Linked DNA regions of Sus scrofa: region 2 is linked to region 1. Evidence: chromatin contacts called from public promoter capture Hi-C data. All regions are on one chromosome and are shown on one strand. The core of a region is the stretch at or near the end of the contact, and the rest is flanking DNA. Distances in the headings are between cores, read along the strand shown. Region 1 holds the start of COBLL1 (cordon-bleu protein-like 1). Region 2 overlaps SLC38A11 (putative sodium-coupled neutral amino acid transporter 11).

The links. Promoter capture Hi-C pulls out the DNA fragments that hold promoters and counts their contacts.
Region 2: a promoter capture Hi-C map of fetal liver shows a contact between it and region 1, with 2.3 times the contacts expected there. The contact joins the enhancer-like site here to the promoter of COBLL1 in region 1. A contact is called at or near these places in 1 of 5 promoter capture datasets (fetal liver), 5 of 47 Hi-C or Micro-C datasets (alveolar macrophages, embryonic fibroblasts, skeletal muscle and 1 more) and 1 of 2 datasets of contacts at active chromatin or transcription factors (skeletal muscle).

What each region holds. Positions count from the first base shown.
Region 1 is chr15:71,495,275-71,500,634 of Sscrofa11.1, reverse strand. COBLL1 (cordon-bleu protein-like 1) reads left to right here and starts at 2,140. Exons shown (of 16, transcript XM_021075418.1): 1 at 2,140-2,156; 2 at 3,336-3,450. The coding sequence starts at 3,386.
Region 2 is chr15:71,561,026-71,566,385 of Sscrofa11.1, reverse strand. SLC38A11 (putative sodium-coupled neutral amino acid transporter 11) reads left to right here. Exons shown (of 12, transcript XM_021075298.1): 12 at 4,613-5,116. The coding sequence ends at 4,906. Among named protein-coding and RNA genes, the nearest start is that of SLC38A11, 50 kb to the left of the region's middle. Within about 2 kb of position 1,980, at least 2 of the 83 cell types and tissues checked have an H3K27ac peak or open chromatin away from gene starts, as enhancers often do. A contact at or near this core is called in fetal liver, where this site is marked.

The DNA of each region.
Region 1 (5,360 bases), core at 891-3,390:
TTCTCCAAGTGCAGTATGGAAAGTCCTCCAGAGGAAATAACACCTAAGCACATAAATTAAAAATGATTGGATGGAGTGGGCAAGGGAGAGTTCCAAACAGACAGAAATTGAGCAGAATCTTGGAAACGTTGACAATTTTGCAATAGTTAAGCAAAGAGGGAAGGACTGGGCAGGGGGCAGTTTTTCACTATTGTGTACAAAGATTTATAGCAACTTGATTACTATGTTGCTAATGAGCTGGGCAACCATCAGAATAGGGGTGGGGGGGGGAATAGTTTAGTAATTACCATGTGAGAACTCTGAGCTTAGCCTATTAGAGATTCTGAAAGTCATCAAATATAATTACAACTAAAAGGAGTTCCCATTGCTTCTCAGTGGGTCAAGAATCTGACTCTATCCATGAGGATGGGCTTTTGATCCCTGTCCTCTCTCAGTGGGTTAAAAGATTTGGTGTTGCCATGAGTTGCAGTTGTAGGCCTCGACGCAGCCCGGATCCTGTGTTGCTGTGACTGTGGTGTTGGCCAGCAGCTACAACTCCAATGTGACCCCTAGCCTGGGAACTTCCACATGCCACAGGTGTGGCCCTAAAAAAGAAAAGAAAAGAAAAACAAAAACAAAAACAAAACTAAGGCAGGCTAAGAAATGCTGGACAACAAACCACTCCAGTATTTTAGTAGCTTAACCCAACACAAGTTTATTTCTTGCTTTATGCTAATTCTGTTGTAGATCCTGGGGCTCTCCAGGGCAGCTATGCCCAGTGTAATAGTACAGCATCCCAGGATCTTTCAGTCCTATGACACCTCCAGCTTAATGTAAATCTTTGTGATTGCAGCAGCAAGGGAAGAGAGCATGGAAAGTCAGGCACTGGCCCTTAAGGAATTCTACCAGGAAATGAAATATTTCGTGTCTGCTTACATTTACTTATCAAAACCAGTTACATCACCATACCTAATTTCAGTGGGGTGGAGAGTGTAATCCTCTTCCACACCTAAAACCAGGAGGAGGATAGGAAAAATTGGTAAGCATTCAAAAAGCCTCCAGCAATTATGAAATGTTATGGTAACATTTTATGTTTCAGATTAGACTAATGGAGTCAATAAAATTACTAGCATGTCATAAATTAAGGTTGAAACTAAAGTTTAATCTTCATTTGGTGACTGAAATTTATAGACTTTAGGTTTCACTATTACTCAATGTTTACATTATTGTCTGTGTGAGCAACTGTAAAAGCTAGTCATTTAGAGGTATAACTGGTTCATGAAATTGTTTGAAGACTAAAATCCAGATGGATTTAACTGAATTGACTAATATATTAAGTAAAATATTAAACAGCAACTTTTTCTGATATGACTCCAATATTGTAATCCAAATAAGCTACTTTTTCCCCTTTTCATATGTAGAAATACAATGAAAGGAATATATTATGCATAGGAAGGAATAAATAGTAATTACGGTCCATAAGAGACAAAAGGCACATTGGGTATTTAGTATGTTAGTTTCAGCAATCCTCTGGGTTGCCACAGTGGATATAACTTAAAGAGCCTTAGTCAAACTTTGGTTTAGTCAAATGTTGGTTCTAAGTATCAGTTTAACCCACCTACCAAACTTTATTCTATCAATAGGGTGAAGTGGTTAATACAGATGGGTTGTTTTTAACAGCGCAGCAGAAGCCTCCTAAAAGATGGTCTTTCGTCTAATCTCTCTACTGGTTTATTGAAGTATTTCCGTTTTAAAGTGTAAAGTTAATTTCTAATTTCAAGTTGTATTCCTGAATGTAAGCTTTTGGACCAATCAAAAATGGCTTGCACCTTACAACAACTGGCACACAAGATATGCAAATATACCTGTTTGTCAGGTGTAAAGGATCATCTAAAGGCCTTGCACGTGGGAAAACGTGCAGTTACACAATTGTGTCTGATTTCTTCCTGTAAAACTTTCGAGGTGAATAAAACCTATCATTTGAATCTTAGTTCATAGATTGTCACCAGATATACGTCCAGGCCTCACGTCACAGTTATTATAGGCTTAAAAATAAAAAAAAGAAAGAAAGAAAGAAAGAAAGAAAGAAAGAAAGAAAGAAAGAAAGAAAGAAATATGCCTCTGAAGACAAGGCAAGCTTAAACATGCCACCGCGTAGAAAAATCACAGTGTCACGGGTATGCTTTTAACAGAAGAGCAACTTTAGAAGTCAGGTTGGAAAAAAACAAAACAAAGCAAAAAAAACCCACCCTGGATGGGGGAAGGTGAGACTGGAAGGGAGGGCAAGCTGCCGGCCCGGTTCTTCGAGTTTCTCCCGGCACTTCCACGGCTCCTGGATCCTCCCCTCGGCTCCTTGCGGGGCAGGTACCCTCCCTTCCTCCCCACCTGTCCGGCCCAGGCGGGCCAAGCTTCCCAAAGCGACACCCTAGCGGTGGGAATGAGAACACACTGCGCAGGAGCCTCCTTTCCGTTCGGCTTCCCCAACTGGACCCCAAAGCCCTTAAGCCCCAGGGGAAGGAAATTACCACTCGGTCCTCGCCCACCCCCCACACTTTTCTCTCTCCGGCTCGCTGCTCGTTTCACTCCGATGCCGCCGAGCCCCGTCGCCACTTCTGAGTGGCCGACTGGCGGAGGCGGCTGCTGGCTCCCGGGCTCTGGTCAGGGAAATGGGGCAGGGTGAGTGAGCCGGCCCGGGGAGAGGCCAGGCGGCGCCGGCACCCGCCGGTGAGGTAGGGGATGCGAAGCTGCGGTCCGGTCCGCGCTGGACTGAGCCTCGGAGAGGCAGCCGCTCTCTCCTCAAGCCCTGGCTGGAGAGCCGAAAGCGAGCGCCGGGTCTAGAGGAGGGACATGTGGGAGAGGAAGCCGTGGGAGAGAACAGGGAGCTACTGTCTCCTTTTGAAAAGAAAGTAGGAGCCCTGGGTGGGAAAAGAGAAATGAGCCCTCCCAGCTTTTTCTTCGTGAAAAGCTTCCCCAGGGCGTTTTGTTTGTGCAAACTTGGCCGAGGGGGCCCGGAATCGCACTGCCGGCGTGGCGACGGCGGTGCCTGTGCGCCTCGCCCCTCGTCCCGTTCCTCCTCCTTCCAGCCCGGGCAGCTCCGCTCCCTCCCCGAGAGGCGCCGAATGGCTACCCAGTAACCCCAGGGGCGGGGGCTACTGCGCCGCCTCCCTCCGGCCGCTAGACCCAGCGGCGCGCCCACAGGCTGGGAGCCCGGCCCGCAGGTGGAAGCGCACCCGGGAGGCGGGCGGTCTAACCCAGGGCTCGGGCGACTCGGGCGGGCTCTTGACGCGCCGCCAACCCTGCTCAGGCCTCGGGAAGGCGTGCGTCCCGCCCTGACCCGCCGGCCTCTCCCACTACAGCAGTGACGCGCCGCCTCGGAGCCAGAGCCCGCGCAGCACCCAGCAGGGCGATGGACGGCGGAGTTCCGAGCGCGCAGGACGCCCTGGCGGCGCCTCAGCCGGCTGCCCCAGCAGGGTGAGTCTCCAAGGGCCGACCCGGGAGGGAGAGGACGAGGTTTGCCCGGGCTCCAACCAGTTACCTGGCTAGCAGCTCGCCACCCAGTCGGCGGCCTGATTCACCCGCAGTAGGACACGCGGCCAACGAGGCGGCTTCCTCCAGGCTTCCTCGGAGGCCGCCCGGGGACGGGGCTCGGGTAGTTTTTGATTGCTTTCCTACCGGGGCTTCTCTGAGTAGCTGAAGGGCAGCTGAATGCCAGGCATTGGGTAAGAAGTCCGGGAGCAAAATGGTAACAAAGGGCCCATTGTTGGGGCTGTGGGAGAGAGGCGGAGGATACCTGTAAGTGAACTCCTGGGAAGGGGAAAAAAGTTTTCTTGGCCAAGGGCTGAGGCCCAGCAGGTGAGCACTGTCAAGGTGACTGTAGGAAAGGGGCCTTCGGCGACCGGGTGGAGGGCGACAGGAAGGTGTGCCAGCTGTCAGTCCGCATGACAGTTCCGGGACGGGCAGGTTGCGCGCCTCGGATTGGGGGTGTGTGTGCCTCTAGCCAATTGCTGGTGCCAAAGCCTAGCGCAGAGTCAGACTGCAAACACGATACTTTTCTTTGTATTCGTACACGTTTAAGAGAGGTTGGAGGGGAAGGGGCTGTCACATGGTGAGTTAATATTAAATGGAGCACGTCTTCTTGCCAGATATGCTAATAATCACCTTGCTCTGTCTTTGGGTAAACAGTAACGAGAACAGGTAGTTCTGCAAGAGATGGGGAGCACCGGAAAATAACCTTCGTCTTGGTAAACAGTGAAAGTTTAACACAGGCGCTAGTTGAGCTTGTGAAGTGGGAAGCCCTTTTGTAGAAGTGTAACTTTTTCCTTCAAGTGTCTCCCCCCAGCTCAATTTCTTTTCTGATAGTTATTCTGAACACAGAAAAGCATCCAAGAGAATATGAACAGACACGCTAAGGAAGAATCGACTGTGTAACTAATGAATGAGAGTTGTATAGTTTTCCTCATTTAGGAGTAGAGAAATCATTTTCCCCTGGAACATGACATGCGTTTCCTTAGAAGCAAGTCACAGCATGTTTATTCATCAGAGACCATTTGAACATTGGCAGTTGTCTAGAGGAAACATGGAAAAGTCTCAAAGCAACATGACTAATATAAAAGATATTTAGTATAATGCTTACGTAGAGGAAACATGTAGTGTATGAATTAATTCTTTCATTTTTTTGTTTCAATTAGTTATCTTCTCCCCTTTGCAAATAGTCATATTTCTGTTGACTTCTGTTTCTAATCTTTCCCCAGTTTTTTTATTTAAATATTATCATATATTCTTTCATATATTGTCACGTTAGGATGTATGAGGAAAGAAATACATTGTCAGGAAGAAATTAATCATTAAAGCGTGGACCTCTCAATGGAGCTGCAGGAATACAGAAATGTACTCAGGTACCCCCCAAAAAAGATAGTATTAAATTTGTGGATTTGCAAATGGATTAGATGTTCAGAAATCAAATAATATTTGTGGGTAAAGTAGGTGAGATCGGATGGCTCTGAGATGAAAGAAATAGAACTTTCTAGTGTTAAGCACCACTGTAGCAAGATACTTCAGATTTTACTTGTGAGAATGTAAAAGTTAAATGGAAATTCTGTTTAAAAAAATGTACAAAATTGCTTTAGCTGATTTCTCAAATATGAGGAAAATACTTTTTAGGAGTTTTGCCCTGCCATCTCCAAATCTAAAGAAAGACCCGGAAGAATACTTCTGCATCTCATCTAAAATAAAACCCCTCACTATATCATTTTGCTTTGGATTATTCTATTCAGAGAAGTTAAAAATATCTGAAAGGTATAAACATTTTAAAAATTACTTCTTTGTCTTCTTTCATTTGTTTGTATTGTTCCTGGGCATATCCCAAGTGCCTATTATATAAT
Region 2 (5,360 bases), core at 731-3,230, 66 kb before region 1:
TCTACATTGTTGCAAATGGCAGAATTTTATTCTTATTTTTGGCTGAGTAATATTCTGGGAAATCTTCTGAGGCACAGTGCATTAAGGATCAAGTGATGTCACTGCAGCAGCTTGGTTCCCTACTGTAGTGCATGTTCATTCTCTGGCCTAGGAACATCCACATGCCAGAAGCATGGCCAAAAAAAAAGAGAAATATTCCAGGGTGTGTGTGTTTGTGTGTGTATGTGCACGCATATGCATGCACTCACACAAGCACATACCAGCATACCACACCTTCTTTATCCATTCATCTGTTAATGGACACTTAAATAGGTCACACTAGTTTTAAGCGGTAGAATCAAAAGATGAACACAGGTTTCCAAAACCTATAGCCCATATTTTTAATCATTATACTAGTATGAGGTTTCCTAAGTGTAAGACTTTAAATTATGTCATTTCTCTATCCATTTTTTCTCCCCATTTTTTAAGTTAAATATCTATGCATTGAGTTTACCTGTAAGTGAGATTAAGCATAACCCATAATATGTATGGATTGTATGTATCTAATAATGGGTTAAAATAAATACCAAGAGATGAAATTAAAAGTTTTTCATCTAAGTTCATAATTTTTAGCCAATAACTTTTAACTTAGTTCATAATTGTAGTACTTAAGCAATTTTTTTTATCGTGGCTTCTGAGTCATCACTGAGTAAGGATCTTTACAGATGAGCTGTGTAATAGAATCAGGCCTTCAATTTCCAAAGTTAAGGAAATGCTGTTACTTAGTATAACTGAAATAATGTAGAATAAATTGTTCAGGGTTATATTAGTTATTTAATAAAAAGCAAAACCCCATTTAAAACTTAAGCTTCCCTTCATTATTTTCATGGCAGTAGACAACAATGACATATTTTCCAAGGCAAATTCACCCTTGATTTTAAAGGATTTATTTTAGAAACAAATAAAATAAAATTCCATTCTTGGTAATAAGAATTTAGCATCTCAGTAGCGATGTTGCTATTAGAGAAGAGAGGCATCTACAGTAATTGAGCCCTCCAGATTTTTACTTGCAGTAGTATAAAGAAAAAAGATGAAGCTTCATGTGTCTGTGGCAGAGTAACCAGCCCAACAATCACTGTGTGCAATTTAACAGCAGAAGGAAGAAAGCAAACCAGTTACCCAGAAAGGGTACACACATTGAGCAAGCCATAGTCCAAGCTGTCAAAGACCTCTGAGCTAGATTTCTTTTTAAGTTACAGGAACACATTACATGAGTCCAAACTGATTACAAAGTAGAAATTTTAAAGACGTGTATTCTTTTATTTAGTTTTCAGCTTCCTTGCATCTAATGAGTGTTTTCTGTTCGGGTAGGAGAATTCGGATACTTTTCCAAACTGCACTACCACTAAAAATCTTCTTAACACCTTCTATTATTTCTTCCTGCAAAACCATAAAATGCCTTGGCTTCAAAAGTGTTATTATCAAAGATTAGTGCTGCCCCGCCATTATAAAGAAGGCTATATTTCATTGTCCATTTTATAAACAGTTACGGTATTTATGTCCTATCAAGAAATTTCAAAAATGATCCCAAAGCCAGTGGTGTATCCTCAGGTAAGGCTATAATAGATAAATCAAATCAGCTGGACTAATTTATAGGGAATAGAACAGATGGAACTGTTCTGTCATTTTACTGATGATCTTGGGTCCTAACAACAATCTGTAGCAAGACAGAGCTTTCAAATATTAAGAAAGTAACCACTATCTAGACAAGATACTCAGCTGGACATCGTCCAGTACAAACAGCAGCTATACAGTTTTCCCACTAATTGCTACTTTCTCAACTCTTAAGAATTGTGGCATAAACAGAACACCCATTGCTTTGCACTGCCCAGCAAGTTAGGTTTGGAAGAGTCCCAAAATGCTGACTGATGACAGCTTCTTAGCAGCAGCTGGTGGCAGTTTTCATCCTGATAGCACTTTCACACTCGACAGTTCCAGATAAGTAGCTTCACATGTTTGTTCCTTTGAAGAGACACCCCCCCACACACACGCATGCGCGTGCGCGCACAAAGTATGTGTGTATTTCAAAAATTAGTTCCTAGAAATCAAAAGATAATAATTATAAGCACAGCTTGAGTTCTAAAGTTTTTTTATAACTTAAAAAACATTTCAGGGAGTTCCCTTCATGGCTCAGCAGTTAACAAACCCAACTAGGATCCTTGAGGATAAGGGTTTGATCTCTCGCTCAGTGGGTTGCTGTGAGCTGTGGTGTAGGTTGCAGACATGGCTTGGATCCCGTATTGCTGTGGCTGTGGTGTAGGCTGGCAGATGGAGCTCCAATTCGACCCCTAGCCCGGGAACTTCCATATGCTGCAGGTGTGGCCCTAAAAAGCAAAAAACAAAACAAAACAAAACAAAAAACATTGTCAGTTTCAAGTGTCATGATGGAGCCTAAGGAATCCATGATTTATTTGATTCTGGCCATATGAATACTAATCCTTTATATCCTATGAACTTTTATAGGTGTTCAGGTGCTATTAATAGCAAAATTATATTATCTATATATTTTAAATTAGAATATGGCACATCTTGGTATTTTCTCATTCCTATGACTCTTGACTATAGAAATAGTTTCCATGAAGTGCGGGCCCTCCTATTCTTCCCCAGATTTTTAGATACCACCTGTCTATTTGACTTCATAATGCCACCCCTTAACTGACACTTCTCCAGACTTTTGGGGCTTTGCAAAAAATTTTAAAAAATTATATTTTTAAAATCATGGTTATATATTTCTGGTTTGAGAATAGTACTTAGTATAAAACACAGTAAATGGGGATACTGAGAAAACTTTTAAGACTATTTTATTTTATTTTTTTTAAATATTTTATTTTATTTATTTTTTTATTTTTTTGTCTTTTTGCTGTTTCTTGGGCTGCTCCCGCGGCATATGGAGGTTCCCAGGCTAGGGGTCCAATCGGAGCCGTAGCCACTGGCCTACACCAGAGCCACAGCAACGCGGGATCCCAGCCGCGTCTGCAACCTACACCACAGCTCACGGCAACGCCGGATCATTAACCCACTGAGCAAGGGCAGGGACCGAACCCGCAACCTCATGGTTCCTAGTCGGATAGTCGGATTCGTTAACCACTGCGCCACGACGGAACTCCGTTTGTTTATTTGCTTTTTGTTTGTTTGTTTTTCGCATCTTAGTGCTGTACCCACAGCAAATGGAAGTTCCCAGGCTAGGGGTCGAATCGGAGCTGTAGCCGCTGGCCTATGCCAGAGCCACCACAAGGAGGGATCTAAGCTGTGTCTGCGACCTACACCACAGCTCACGGCAACACAGGATCCTTAACCCACTGAGCAAGCCCCAGGGTGGAACCTGCATCCTCATGGATCCTAGTCGGATGCGTTTCTGCTGAGCCACATGGCAACTCTAAGACTATTTTAAAGGCATAATTGTTTTTTTTTAACATCATCCACTTTCAAAATAAGCTTTCTATGATTTTTCTCTGGGCACAGTTACCAAAATAAAGTGTCAAATGCTTTCAAACCATAGGCGATAGTGTATAGGATTTCATTATACTATTCTTTCTATATATTTACCAATTTCCAGAATAATTTTTTCAAATTTGGAAAACATGTGTTTCATATAAAGCTTCCTTTTAATTCTAAACCATATCATATTTGTTATTGAGTATCTGTTTTAAAAAAATTTTGTTAGAATTTTTTATAGAATTGTATTTAATGTATTTTGTTAATAATATGGGTTATGTTTTGTTTAATACATAATTAATATCTAACATGATTAAAAAATATATCACCTTAAATACATTAAATTTTAACCTTACTGTATTTGCAAAGTTACTAGTGCAGATATGGCTTCCTCAAGAGGAATGTCTATTTCCTTTGAAGTCAGTAACTCTTGGTCTTTTTATAATAGACAACACTACTCCCCATGATTTTCAATCTGACATTCCCCCTCAGGTTGGATTTATCCATAAGCTAGTGTGGGGGAAGTTGAATGAGTCATAGTTATTTAGTTCTGCTGTCAATTTTCTAGGGTAATTAATGTGCTTAGTTTTATTTGAAAGAGGATTTAGAAATGCTATTTCATGCTAAGTACCCTCAGGGTTAAAGTTTTCCTTTCTCATACAGACAGGCACTGATTTACACATAAACTTAAAGAACAATATGATGCGTGCCCTATATTCACCTCCTAACCGTCCTCTTTGTACACAGCTGACAGACATCTCAGATTTGAATGACATAGTAGACACAGCAGTTTGAAACGCAGAGTAAATAAATACGATGCAACTGAAAATATGGGCAATGTTAAGAGTTCGCCAAGTCAGTCTTACCATCCACTCTATTTTCTATATTGTTTTCTGATTAATATTTCTTAAGTCTGATATACTATTATTTTATTTTCTCATGTGTAAATATACCATCAGTAAGGTAAAAACTTGTTCCTAAGTCTTTCTTGGAATTATTTTTCTTCGTTTGATTTAACTGCAGCTATGAAACTTTTAGCATGTGTGACAACAAATGCATTTTGTAAATGCTTTTTAAAAACTGTCCAAGGAATGCTCCATTTGATAACATTATCTTGTTTCTTGTTTTCATTACGCAGGGTGTGCTCTGCGCAGCTCCCCTAATTTTTATCATCCCATCAGCCTGTTATCTGAAACTGTCTGAAGAACCAAGGACGCACTCAGATAAGATTATGTCCTGTGTCATGCTTCCCATTGGTGCTGTGGTGATGGTTGTGGGATTCGTCATGGCCATTACAAATCCTCAAGACTGCACCCATGGGCAGGAAATGTTCTACTGCTTTTCTGACAATTTCTCCCTCACAAACATCTCAATTTCTCATTTTCAACTGACAACACAACTTTCAATTTTAAACATCAGTATCTTTCAATGAGTTGAACTGCTTTAAGAAATATGTATTTTTCATAGACTTCTAAACACATAACATTCATATGTTTTAATCTCTATATTATAAAAATTATCCCTTTGACATTTATCAAGACTTGGTTTTCTTTACTCTTTAGTACAGTATGAAAGATAAAAAGGAAAAGGAAATTGAATATATTATATCTTAAACTGGGACAAAATAAATGTTTTGTTTTGATGACTGTCTGCACTAATCTTAAATGCAGATGGAAAAGTGCTTCCATCCTCTCAAAGCATTATTCTCTTACTTAATATGTGAGCTATAGGTTATATCTTGTGCTCTAAAATAAGTAGATGATCGTGGGTTGGAATTTTGTGTATGTGTCCTTTATGGGAAAAATACATTTCTTTTGTCTTTTAAAGTCTACGGAATCAAAGGGAAGGAAAACTCAGAACTATTACAGAAACTACATATCCCAAGA